Linked DNA regions of Pan troglodytes: all the other regions are linked to region 2. Evidence: chromatin contacts called from public Hi-C data. All regions are on one chromosome and are shown on one strand. Each heading gives the region's core, a stretch centred on a gene start, on an enhancer-like site or on the middle of the called end of the contact. The rest is flanking DNA. Distances are from core to core; before and after follow the strand shown.

What was found. A called contact is a pair of places that touch in the nucleus more often than the background predicts.
Region 1: a Hi-C map of stem cell-derived neural progenitor cells shows a contact between it and region 2, with 6 times the contacts expected there. The contact joins two enhancer-like sites. A contact is called at or near these places in 3 of 7 Hi-C or Micro-C datasets (blood, induced pluripotent stem cells and stem cell-derived neural progenitor cells).
Region 3: a contact with region 2 is called in a Hi-C map of stem cell-derived neural progenitor cells, with 7 times the contacts expected there. The contact joins two enhancer-like sites. A contact is called at or near these places in 2 of 7 Hi-C or Micro-C datasets (induced pluripotent stem cells and stem cell-derived neural progenitor cells).

What each region holds. Positions count from the first base shown.
Region 1 is chr14:29,971,948-29,976,076 of NHGRI_mPanTro3-v2.0_pri, reverse strand. The region is part of intron 4 of ALOX5AP (arachidonate 5-lipoxygenase activating protein); the gene reads right to left. Among named protein-coding and RNA genes, the nearest start is that of ALOX5AP, 69 kb to the right of the region's middle. Within about 2 kb of position 2,071, at least 7 of the 24 cell types and tissues checked have an H3K27ac peak or open chromatin away from gene starts, as enhancers often do. A contact at or near this core is called in stem cell-derived neural progenitor cells, where this site is marked.
Region 2 is chr14:30,212,731-30,216,436 of NHGRI_mPanTro3-v2.0_pri, reverse strand. No RefSeq gene overlaps it. Among named protein-coding and RNA genes, the nearest start is that of TEX26, 110 kb to the right of the region's middle. Within about 2 kb of position 1,621, at least 16 of the 24 cell types and tissues checked have an H3K27ac peak or open chromatin away from gene starts, as enhancers often do. A contact at or near this core is called in induced pluripotent stem cells and stem cell-derived neural progenitor cells, where this site is marked.
Region 3 is chr14:30,032,099-30,036,149 of NHGRI_mPanTro3-v2.0_pri, reverse strand. All of the region lies in intron 5 of ALOX5AP (arachidonate 5-lipoxygenase activating protein), which reads right to left. Among named protein-coding and RNA genes, the nearest start is that of MEDAG, 40 kb to the left of the region's middle. Within about 2 kb of position 2,294, at least 14 of the 24 cell types and tissues checked have an H3K27ac peak or open chromatin away from gene starts, as enhancers often do. A contact at or near this core is called in induced pluripotent stem cells and stem cell-derived neural progenitor cells, where this site is marked.

The DNA of each region.
Region 1 (4,129 bases), core at 822-3,321, 240 kb after region 2:
AGTGCTGAAAACAGCCCCTGGGGTGTGTGTGTGTGTGTGCATGTGTGTGTGTGTGTGTGTGTGTGCTGTGTGTCTGCTGTCGTACATCCTAAATACGACTTCTCATTCCTGCACAATCTTGTTAGCTCCTTCTTCACCTGTCAGTGAAGAATATCTAACACCTGAAACCCTTGCCAATTATTTTGGAAAGAGACTTTCTGGAGGAGGTCAGCAAATGCCACTTTCCAGCTGTTGTATCTTCTTTCCATCCAGCTGGACATTGCTAGATGATATCTGCTGCTTGCAAAGGTGCTGGGAGGCCTTGCTTCCAGGGCTTGGTGGGCACCACGTTACCCAGAGGAGACGGTGCCCAGCCAGCCTCTGCCAGATGGGTGACTGGGCACCACCCCTGCTGCTGATGCCACTGGCACTCCCCAGGCAGAGGCGGCTCTGTTCTCTGAAGCCCTCATTGTGCCAGAGCCATATGGGGCCACCGCCGGCCACCTGCCTGCAGGGCCTGACATTAGCACTTGAGGGAATTGGCTTTTGGTTTTTCCCACAGAATCCATGAACTCATGGGAGGCTGCGCTGTGAGTCAGAAATGAGAATTAACCCTCCTCTCCAGCGCCAGAAGCCCTGTTATTATCCCCCAGCCCCATTTTCCTCATTCCCCGACTTCGCCTCCTCCCAACCTCCTTCAGTCAGAGGTCCTCAACCCGACTCCCTGTGAAGGCCCGCGGGATGGCCTTGGGGGACCTGCACTCTGACACTGGACATGTGCAAATCCTGGGAAGATGCTCACAGTTATCAGCATCCTCTCAAAAGAGGTTCATCACCTGAAAAAGTCAAGGACACTGGCTTCTATAGGATGAGCCAACCAGTTAGGTTGTACCCTCCGGGAAAGGCTCCCAGATAGAGTTATGTGTGCAGAGGGGCTATGGCTGAGTAACTCCTGTGGAGGGGCCAGGGGAGAAGTGAGCCAGCCCCACAGAGAGCTCTGGAGCACAGACCACCCAGGAGAGGAATCCCGTGGTGGGCAGAAATGCCAGGCCTTTGGGCCACTTCCTTGCTCTGATGTGGGCCTGGGCCAGCCCAAGGAGGGCACAGTCCTTTTTGAAAGCTGAAGCTTAGTCTGACGAGCTGTGAGTGGACAGCTGTCAGTAGCCACGCTCCTTGTAGCTGGGCCTGGAATCCTTCCTGGAAGGCGAGTGCCATGCCTGCTGCATGGCCCTGGGCAGCTGCTGTGCACAGCTGCTGGCGGACCCTCACTAAGGTCCATCAGACCTGCCAAGGCAAATCTGAATCCTATATGTGACTCCATCTAAGCCAAGCTGGGACTCTTCCACTCTTAACTTAGAAAATGTGCATTCCCAGCTGCTAGGTCCTGAACTTGACCTGGGGAAGAGAACGACAAGGCCATGCTTGGGCAGGAGAAGCTAGGTGTAGGCAAGGGAATCTTTACCTTATGAATGGGTTGTATACATGTTGCTTGTTGTTTAGAGAGTGGAATACATTTTGTCCTGGAAATCCTACTATAAATGGGGGGATGCGTACCCGGGCCTTCTTGCAAAAGCCTGTTAAATTCCTAATGATGTTGAAATGGTGGGAAGGGTCATCCAGGGAGGACCTCCACGCCCACCCATCTCCTCTGGGTTGCCCGGGCAATCCTGCAGGAGCCGAGGTTGGACGCAGCTGACCCCAACAGACAGGAGAAACACGCCAGCACCACCGGAGAGAACCAGGCTGAAAGGGTGACCCAGGGCTTCCGTGGCCTAGAATTACAGAGACATCGCATGGCGCAAGGTTCCAAGTAGGGTTCGCGGCGGGGAGGGCCCCTGCCGCAAAGGGACTCAGTCTTGTGCGAGGGAGGTCAAGTCGCTTCTTGATCAGCCGTATTTCTTGCCTACACTTGACACCGTCAGCAGCCCAGGCGCCTTTCCGGTCACCCTCACGGAAAGGCTCATCCACGCTGGAAGGAGGGCACCTCCTCGTTAACCTCTAGCATGCCAGTGCCTGCCACCCCAGGGCGCGGGAGCCCGCAGGAGCAGGCGTGTGGACGTCCTGAGAGCTGCCACTAGATGGCGCGTCTGCCCTGCCTACTTAGGAGCCCCGCTCAGGGCACCGGGTGCGGGAGCCCGGCTAATTGCCCTCTAATGAGAAGGCTGCTCCCAAAGTGCCCTCCTCGCAGGGAAAGCCCCAGGCTCCTATCAAAGGGAATGGCTTATTTATCCTCTAACGTGAAGAAGCTTCCACACAGCATCAATTAAACACATTAAATGTGACCAGAGTGAGAAAACATCTAAAGGATAGAATATTGAGTTGTTGCCACTGACAAATATCAAATCACCCATTCTGGTCTCGGTGGCGTGTACAGTTGACCTTGAACAACACAGGTTTGAACTGCGCGTGTCCACTTAGAGGTGGACTTTCTTCTGCCTCTGCCACCCCTGAGACAGCGGGACCACCCCCTCCTCTTCCTCCTCCTCCTCAGCCTACTCAGAAGACCACAAGGCTGAAGGCCTTTATGGCGATCCACTTCCACTTAATGAGTAGTCGACATATTTTCTCTTCCTTATGATTTTTTAAATAACAATTTCTTTTCTTTAGCTTACTTTATTGTAAGAATATAGTATATAATACATTAACATACAAAATATGTGTGAATCGACTATTTATGTTATCAATAAGGCTTCCAGTCAACAGTAGGCTATTAGTAGTTCAGTTTGGGGGAGTCAAAAGTTGTATATAGATTTTAAACTGTGTGGGGATTGGCACTCCTGAAGCCTTCATTACTCAAGAGTCAACTGTAGGTGGGCCCTGGGAAGGTTCTCAATTTTTTTTTTTTTTTTTTTTTTGAGACAGAGTCTGTTTCTGTCACACAGGCCTGAGTGCGGTGGTATGATTTCAGCTCACTGCAACTTCCACTTCCAGGATTCAAGCGATTCTCCTGCCTCAGCCTCCGAGAAGCTGTGACTACAGGCGCGTGCCACCATGCCCGGATAATTTTTGTATTTTTAGTAGAGACGGGGTTTCGCCATGTTGGCCAGGCTCGTCTCAAACTCCTGACCTCAAGTGATTCACCAGCCTCGGCCTCCCAAAGTGCTGGAATTAAAGGTGCGAGCCACTGTGCCTGGAAGGTTCTCAAATTTTCTGAGATCAGATGGAGTCTGCCCCTCCACCTGGCAGGCAGAAGGCTGGGGCTTGCAGAGATGTGGTGTCTGTTACCCGAGACACTGCAGGTGACCTTGCCTCTTACTAACTTTTCTTATCAGTACCATTTGGACCCTCACACTCATGAAGATGTGGGTGATAATGTGGAGGTTAAATAACATGGTCACTGATGATATTTTCTATACTGTCTGTTTGCAGGGCAGAGTCTTAAAGATCTGGACCACAGCAGACCTGAATCAAATAAGAATATGCCCAGATATGGGGTATTTGGGAGCAGATTATGAAACAAGGAAACTGAAGTCCTAAGCAGATCCACAGTTCCAAATTCTGAACCGCTTGAGGCCACATCAGATACAGGATGCTATTATGCTATTAGGGCTGTGGCTTAGTACATTATACAGATGGTGGGGAAAGGCCTGCAGGAGAAAGGCCTGCCATTCCTGGATTCCAAAAATAGTGGTCTCCTAAGCAATCGATCTGCTTTTATGTTTAATATTCATCTGTTTCCCTTTCCCAGTTAACTCCTAGAGCCAAACTCACGGCCCACAGGAAGGAACCATATCAACCTGCACGGTGTGCTTTTAATTTTCCCCACCTTGTTCCGGCCTCTATTTTATGTTGCCACTCTTTTCTTTCCTTTCTTTTTTGCTCAGGCTTTTAGTACATATTTAACTTTTATTTTATGTCTCCTCCTCTTCAAACCACCTTAAGTCCTTTTTGGAATAGAGCAGAACACAAATAAAATAGGTGTCAGATACATTCTCTCTGTGACCTTGCATTGGGTCAAAGGACTCATGAATGTGTGTTACCTGTAATCTTTTGTGGAAAAGAGGATTTTAAAATTATCTGCCAGCCTTCCCAAGTGGTGACATTTTCCTGTACTACTTCTTTACTATTTCTTTTAATTTTGATTAACCTTTGACTCGGACACCTCTGACTAGTATCTTCTAGACTTTTCTCTTTTGCATGTAATACACAA
Region 2 (3,706 bases), core at 372-2,871:
CTATTCTGAAATCATTTTGCTTCCAACTCTTATTTAAATCATCTCAGGGGTTTTGTTGACATTATCTGCCAAAGATTGTAATTCATCTTTCCAAAAAGGAGAGAAGCATCAACCCATCAAACAATGCCCTTCCTTCTACAGAGAGCTGAGGTCTGAGTTTCCCTCCCGACTGCTGGGGCAAGTGCTCGCTACCAGGCCAGCTGATTGCACAGGGCCCCTGGATGCATTTCTAAAGGGTCATATTTACAGTGTCGGATGGTTGGGCACTGCGGAGCTTAATGGGATTCTTAATAAAGGCAGCCTTCATTAAGACGGGAGTACAGGCAAGGTGCCCTTGCGTTTGAGGAAAGGACGACCCAGTGCAAGACGGATGCTCCCCCTTGGCTTGGAAATCACGCGGGTCAAGTGCCTTGTCATGCATTAACAGCCTTTTAAGTTCCTAGGCAGATTAAGAGGAGCGGTGTAGATAAATGAAAAAGAGGAATCATGTGATCTGTCTTGGTAGCATAAACATTGAGACACAGCAGCTGCATTTAAACACAGCAATTTGCTAAACGAGTGGTTGGCGACTTTCCAGATGGCCAATGTGACACAGGGCTTGGATGAATCCTTTATTCAATCATGCATCTGTCTAGACAGAGACATTGAAGGCCAGGTTATAGCCACTGCAGGAGTGGCAGCAGCAGCAGCAGCAGCTTTGAAAGCCTTATATAAAACATGCTCGGTATTGCCCGTGAGGCAGCTTGGCCACAGATCAGCTGGAGAGGGTGCGGCGGCATGGTGTGTGTGGAGCCTCCAGGAAAGCCGTCTTCTCAGCTGAATGACGGCCAGCTTGGAACAAGGGCTCTCTCTCTGCCCGTCTTCCTACTGTGTCACTTCACACACCTACCCGAAGAGATGGGGGTGGGTGATCTTAGGGGAATAAGGCAGCAGTATCAGTGTGGAAAGCAGCAATACTGGTTGTGTTCTATGTCCCTTTTTTAAAAATGTGCACATTAAAGTCATTTCAAATGTGTTTTATCTTGAATTTCTAGTTGACTTAAAAATTCCCTAAGTAGATAAAAACAGATGCTTAGCTTTCAGCCATGACCCTACTTTGCCTTCCCTTTTCCCTCCTCCTAGCATTCAATTCAGTCTTGGATTGAGGACTTTGCTAGAGATGATATCCTGAAGTTAGTGGCTGTAGAGGCTAGGGGGTAGACAAGATGACCACTCAGCCCCAGTTCAACTGACTGATTTAAACCAAGTCAGGTAAACTGGAGGCACCCGATGGGCCTTTGGCGTGACTGATAAAAACAGGCAGCCAGAGGGCTTCCCTGGGCTGCAATGGGGACTTACGGGAAATGCAGCTCTACTGATTGGTTTCCCTCTGGTAAGTTGTATCTCCAAGCCTATTTTATTTTTATTCTTTTATTAAAAAGTTTCCATGGGCAAGGGTTTCACTGTGTTCAGCAGCCATTCGAGTGTTGTTACCGGAACGTTCTAAGCGTTTAGTAAGCAGCTCTGCCCCACCCCACCCCTGGAACCCTCAGGGCCAGCCACGATTCTTCGCCCTCCACACAGAGCAGCAGCTTCCGTTTACTTCTGACTCACAAGGAGCATTTTAACCCGATGAATCACCAGCAGCACTTCCTGTGACATTCTGGGGAAAACTACAGTTTGCTTAGGAAGGACTCTGAAGCACTTCACTTGCTGTGGTGTTTGATCTGCATGGGGTGGAAAAATTTCAGTTCTGCTCTGTGTGGACACACCGAAGCCTTCTCACCAACTCTTGGAAGTTTCCTATCATCAGGGCTAGGTCTACTCCATAGTCAGCCTGAAATGAATGGATTAAATGAACAAGGCTGTCCCCGGGAGGATACAGCATATCCCCCTCACTGATCTCACCCAGATGCCACTCCTTTTGTAACTGTTCTGGGCTTAGTTTACTCATCTGAACCACAAAGCACAGATAATTATCTAAGGGATGATGTTCTCAATTCTCCCAAAGGTGGTACCTCACCAGCGCCATTCTTCAGGTATAGGTAAGAAACAAATCCACACATACGAGAAATGCTTTAGGGTGTGGTCGGCCTAGACCTTATCAATGGAGGGCTTTGATAGTAAGAGTCCAGGCAAGGGTAAGGGAGTTGCCCTACTACCTAAGTTATGCCACAAGGTGAGAACAATGAGCTCTGAAACAGTTCCAAATTCGTTCAAGTCCTGGCAATGAGAAAACAGAAAGCGTAGAAAAGTCAGTGTTTTAACCTTCTACAGAAACAGTTCTCTTAGTATGTCAAATGTAATGCAGGTGAATATTATCGAAAGATCTTCAACTGCATGATCTAGGGCCAGGTATTACAAATCTAAAGCTGCCCCAAGGACAGTCACGCACCAAAACAGCCTTTGTGGCATGTGGTGACAAACCAAGTTCCCCTGGCTGTTGTCAGCGTATTGCAGAGGTGGCTTTCCTTATGCTGAGTATGACTGGGCCCCTGATTGCCAGGATACATGGCAATTAAGAAGCATGCAAATTGTGAAAACCTTGAAAACCAAAAGGTGATTAGGTGACAGATTAGGTGACAAGGCAGGCAGTCAGTGCTTCTGCTTTATAAATAAACTCATTTTTTCTCTTACACAAAACCTGAGGCTATGCTAGATGCCAACATGAGCTCTTTAATGCGACGTTCACGTTAAGCATTTTTATAACCTAATGAAAATTTGATTTTTAAAATGAGCATCAAATGAGGCCTGAAATACTGTTTGAAAATGTCACGACTTTTTAACATTTAAATATAGCTTTACACAGAGTCACCCTTGATTGACATTTTATTCCATTTCAGGTCTGTTAATTAAGAACCGTAGACACTAGCAACAAAGATTAAAGCAGCAGAGGCCGAAAACTTACTGAAATAAAATGCAGCTCTGATTTGCTCAGAACCCACATCAAAGCGGAAGCACGGATCCTGGCTCATGCACATCTGGTCCACTAGGGGGCAGTGAATGATCGCGCCTCCAGCGGGCGGGCTTGTTCTACATCCACCTGAAGTGTGCAGGCCTTTCACACAAGTGAGCTGCGCTGCCGCCAAGGCAGGTGTAGGGACTAGCCAGTTATTGCTACTAGCATAATATGCCAGAAGGATGAAGTGAAATTATCGTTTGAAAAACTGAACAATGAAAAAAGTTCATTTCTACCAATAAATTTGCATGGTAAGGAACAGGTGGTGCCGCTGTACCTGCCCGGGTCCTGTTCCCTGGCTCCTGGTGGAGGGCAGTGACCAGGCTGGGCTGCACCCAGAAGGGCAGCCACGGAGAGGGGTAGAGCCAGGGAGCCCCGTTTACGCAGTTGCTGGGGCTGGCAACCACCGGGCACGAGTGACCAAGGCGGGCTTCCCCTACTCATCCTGTCCCTGTGCCGGGGTCCATTTGGGGGAGTCCCAGGCCCGGAAGCCGAACAGCACACATCCGGGGGCACCATCCGAGCCATAGGCTGTGTGGATGCCCCCTGGAGCCGGGCAGTTCCCAGATCAGCCCCGCTCCCACCACGTGGGGGCCCTGTAGAGAGAAAGGCAACACCGGAGCAAAATTAGGAATTGGGGCCAGCTGGATTTCAATGTCTGCGTGTTCCCTTCTCATTCTTCTTCTATCCCCTCCTTGATTCAAGAATCTGGTGCCCTCCTGTCTTTGTCCAGTCCAAACCTGTTCTTCTAGGATATCCAGTCATTCA
Region 3 (4,051 bases), core at 1,045-3,544, 180 kb after region 2:
TAAATTAGAATTTTTTAAAAAAACCTTCTAGATCTGGAGAGCTGATAGATTTTTCATTTCCTTGCTAAGGGAGTCTATGCAAGCTCTCTCTGGAAATCCTTTGAAATGGCTTAGAGACCGGATGTAGCTAGAATGAGTTTGGAGGAATCCAACATGAAGGTAGCCCAATACTAGGTTGCAAACAGGCTAGATGCTTTTGGGTTTGTAGACATGTTTGATTTGGCACTCCCAGTGTTTTACATGAAAATCCCAAATTCTGGCTTCTTTTGAAAAACCAGTTGATATGACAACCCAAGCCTTTCTGCCCCAGTTGGCCGCAGTCCATGCTGGAGCAGGGTCAGCCTGCCTCCTTGGACAGGGCCGGCACACTCCACTTGGCCTCAGCCCCTCCAGCCAGCTTAGCTACTGATGTTACCTTCCTGGGCTCTTTAGGCATATGAATTAGTGACCTCAGATGACACTGGTAGGGTCAACCTTTCAAACGTGCACCTTTCCACTTAGCCAAAATCAGAGCACGGACTAGAAGCTGAACTGCTCTTGCAGTGAAAGGACTGATTCCCACACTCCTATTTTATCCCTACATGAAAACATGGCAAAATCAACTTTCCTTCTTGCTTACCTTCTAGGAAAATCAGAAGTATTCACCAGGTGTTGAAATAGAAACTTATTTCTTATAATTGCCAACTTTGCTGAACTGAGTCACATGTTGATTTCTACCTAATGAAAAATCCAGAGCAGGCTGGAGTCTGACAGATAGAGCCCGATTCGCTATTTACTCTGGTGCTAATCACAATCATGTTTACAGGAAAATGCCCTCATCTGCTTCCAGCAGCTCCAGCCACTCAGCCATGTGAGCGCTGTCTTCAAAGTCAATTGCCTGTCATTTTGCTGATTTATGTTGAGCAACTGCAAGGACCCCTCGAGGTATTTGTAGCTAGCTTGATGATTCCCAGCTTATAAAGTGGCAGTGGGCAGAGTATTTCAGTTCAAATTCCCATCAAGACAGAATTTAAATCCCCAGCCCTGCTGCTCATATTTGCAATGTGAGCACTTTAGATAAGCAGAAACCATCAAACCCTAAATGCTGGGGGAAATACAACCTGGATTTCTTCAAATGGAGCCTAAGCCCAAATCTTCTTTCAGACCTTGGATAGGAAAGTGATTCTAACAGTTTTTAAAAGAGTGATCACATATGCTTTTTCCCAAGAAGTATTAACGACTGAGGCAAGACGGGCACTATCAGATTAGATTGGAGAAGCTGGGAAACGAATTTCCCTCACCGCCTGCCTGGATTCTTAACGTTTCAACCAGCAGAATCTAATTTCTTTGGAATTACTTGCCCTCTAACAGAAGTTTTCTTTTTAAAATGAAAATATTGCCGAAAAGGGAGACCTATTAAATTACTAACCCATTAGCTTCTGGTTTAGCTTCAATCTTAGAGAAGCCCATTTCCTTCTAAACCTGTCACCCCCTACACTGAAAGTGCTGGAGGTGCAGATCTCAGTGCACTGGGCTTGGCTGCTGAGATTCAGGGAGGTTAGATGGCGGGTAGAGTCACCCACGCGCTGTGGGATGGGGTCCCTTCCATGCGCTCTCCTGGCAAGTCCTGAACCACCAAAGGTGTAAGTGGATGTATTTTTCAGGTTCTCCCTTACAGCACTTTGAAGTCAAACACAAGATTTAAGGATTGCTCACAGCCTGCATTTTCTGTATTTCTGCATTTCTTGTTCACTCAATGTCTCAGGTATTTAATAACATACTCACTGTTAGGGCTCAGAGAAGCTGTTTAGAGGTTCAGCTCAGCCCCTTCGGGTCACAAAACTGAAATACAGTGACTTCCCCAAAGTCAGCAAAGCTCAAGGATCCTTAAGAACCCAGACATGTGAGATACTGAGTAATCCAAACTGAGGCCGACTCCAAAAAAGGGCTCCATTGACTCATCTTTTGGTCATCTCGCTCCAGCTCTCACTTAGAGAAAGTGCGTATTTCTTCCATTTAGAAAAGAGACTGCTCACGCTTTCCATGTCATTACATTTCTTTATTCCTCTCTTTATATTCCAGCTGCCTTTCTTCGTGTTTTTTGTCACTTGCCCTATTTAGCCATCTCCAAACTAGCTACCTGCCTCCGTGCCATGGAGCATGCTTTTCTGCAGCTTGGCCTCACGATTCTAGGCCAGCTTTTGCACCCACTACCCCCTCCATGCTTATAAAACTGGGTTCCCTGCTCCCTTTCTGTGTGCTGTTATGCTTCAGAAGCGCCACTGGGTGGCAGTGTCTCAGAGCAGTCCTGGGCCCTGCAACGTGGCTTTGGGCTGGGCTGCTGGTTGCTTGTCTGTTACAGCACAAAGAGGCCTGTGTGGACAGGCAGAGCAAAGAGAGAGCCACAGTGGTGCTCCGGAAAGGATGAGTATTAGATATTAAGGAAACGAGGGACAGAGGTCTGCGTACTGTGTCCTTTCGGAGCTTGCACTAGCCACAAGGCTGACATCTGCCGTCATTCTAACAAAGGAATCTCAAATCCTGAGGCTGTTTGGGAGGTGTCCTTGAAAAGAATGACTATAACCCTTTGCCCTCCCTGTTTTGATTTTCAGCCTACCATTGGGCCCTGATTCATCCATAAAAACAACAAACAAAAAATAAAAAAAAAAAGGCAATCCCCGTGAGCATTGTGTGTTTGCTGGACAGGATAGTAATGGCCTAATCCTTCTAATGGCTTTGGTCACTGCAGGATATTAGCTATTAGAAGGGTCTGTTTAAAAGGGGGTGGTGGGGGAAGGTAGGGCCATCTGCTGATTATAGCATGCATGAGGAATGAAGGGAACATTTAAAGAGACACCGTCCATTGATTTAGACACAAATAATTAGTTTGTAGTTGAAAAGGCATATTTAGGGCTTGAATTTTAGTATCTGAATCATTTGCTTAAAGTGCAAATGTGATGTCTCAGACTGGAGATGATCCCAGGAACTATTTGATTCCACCTTTCATGCTTTTTGTAAAGAACTTCTCCGGAGACTAAAAGGAATGTGGCCTGAAATGCATCAACATTGACGTCATGGGTTGGAGTCTGTGGAAGTCAAACCAAATGTTTTTATTATAAACAGGTCAGCCCAGGACCAAACTGTGAAGTACATGTTTGATTTCCATGTGTCCCACCCCCAGCCCCAGCCTTGGCCTCTGCACAGAACATAGTTCCCAACATCCCACCAGGTGGCCCAGCCCCCTCCTCACTGACTCCCCACTTCACCTTCCCTTCCAGGCCTGACAGCAAACTAAAGCAAAAGAAATCTTCCCAAGGATCGTGACATATTAGGAAATGAATGCACGCTCTCCATTCAGGAAAGCTGGGGACAGGCCAACCTCACCTCCCAAACGGGAAAATCCTAGACTAGAGGTGAGCAGAGACCTGGCTTCCCCTCTAGGCCAGGCCCTGGGTCCATAGGCAACAACTGTTCTGGGAAGTGGGAATTTTATACAGCAATTCAATGAGAAGGAAGATGTGGAGGGATGTATTTGGTATCAAATGCATCCTGTCATCCCACAAAATCAAAACTTTGGTCCCTGAACCAAGAGAACATAAAGCCTTAGGGAAAGACATTTCCTGAATATTGAGAAGTGAATGCTGAATAATGTAAGGTGGCGTAGGCTGCCTGTAGTGTCCCGGGAGTAGGTGATGCAAGTGTTGAGAGACAGGCACAGAGAAGCCACCCAGGGAAGCAGAGTCATGGAAGCCACCACGGGAGAGATGAAACACAAGTCAGGTCTTGAAGGAAGAGTAGATTCACCTGGCAAAGGAAAGGAGGGAGGGCATTCCTCGAAGAGCTTATATTAGCAAGATAATGGAGAACGGGAACACACAAGAATGAAAAGATGGCTTACATGGTTGAAGCGGAGAGTCTGAGAAGCGTAGTAGAAGAATAGGTAGCAGTAGATAAGGGTAAGATGGGGAATTCCTGAAGTTGGCTTTTTTTAGACTGCAAGGAACAGAGACACTTGATGTACCTGAAGTGAAGGGGATTGACTCTGAGATGCAGGAATGAGGCAGGAAGAGCA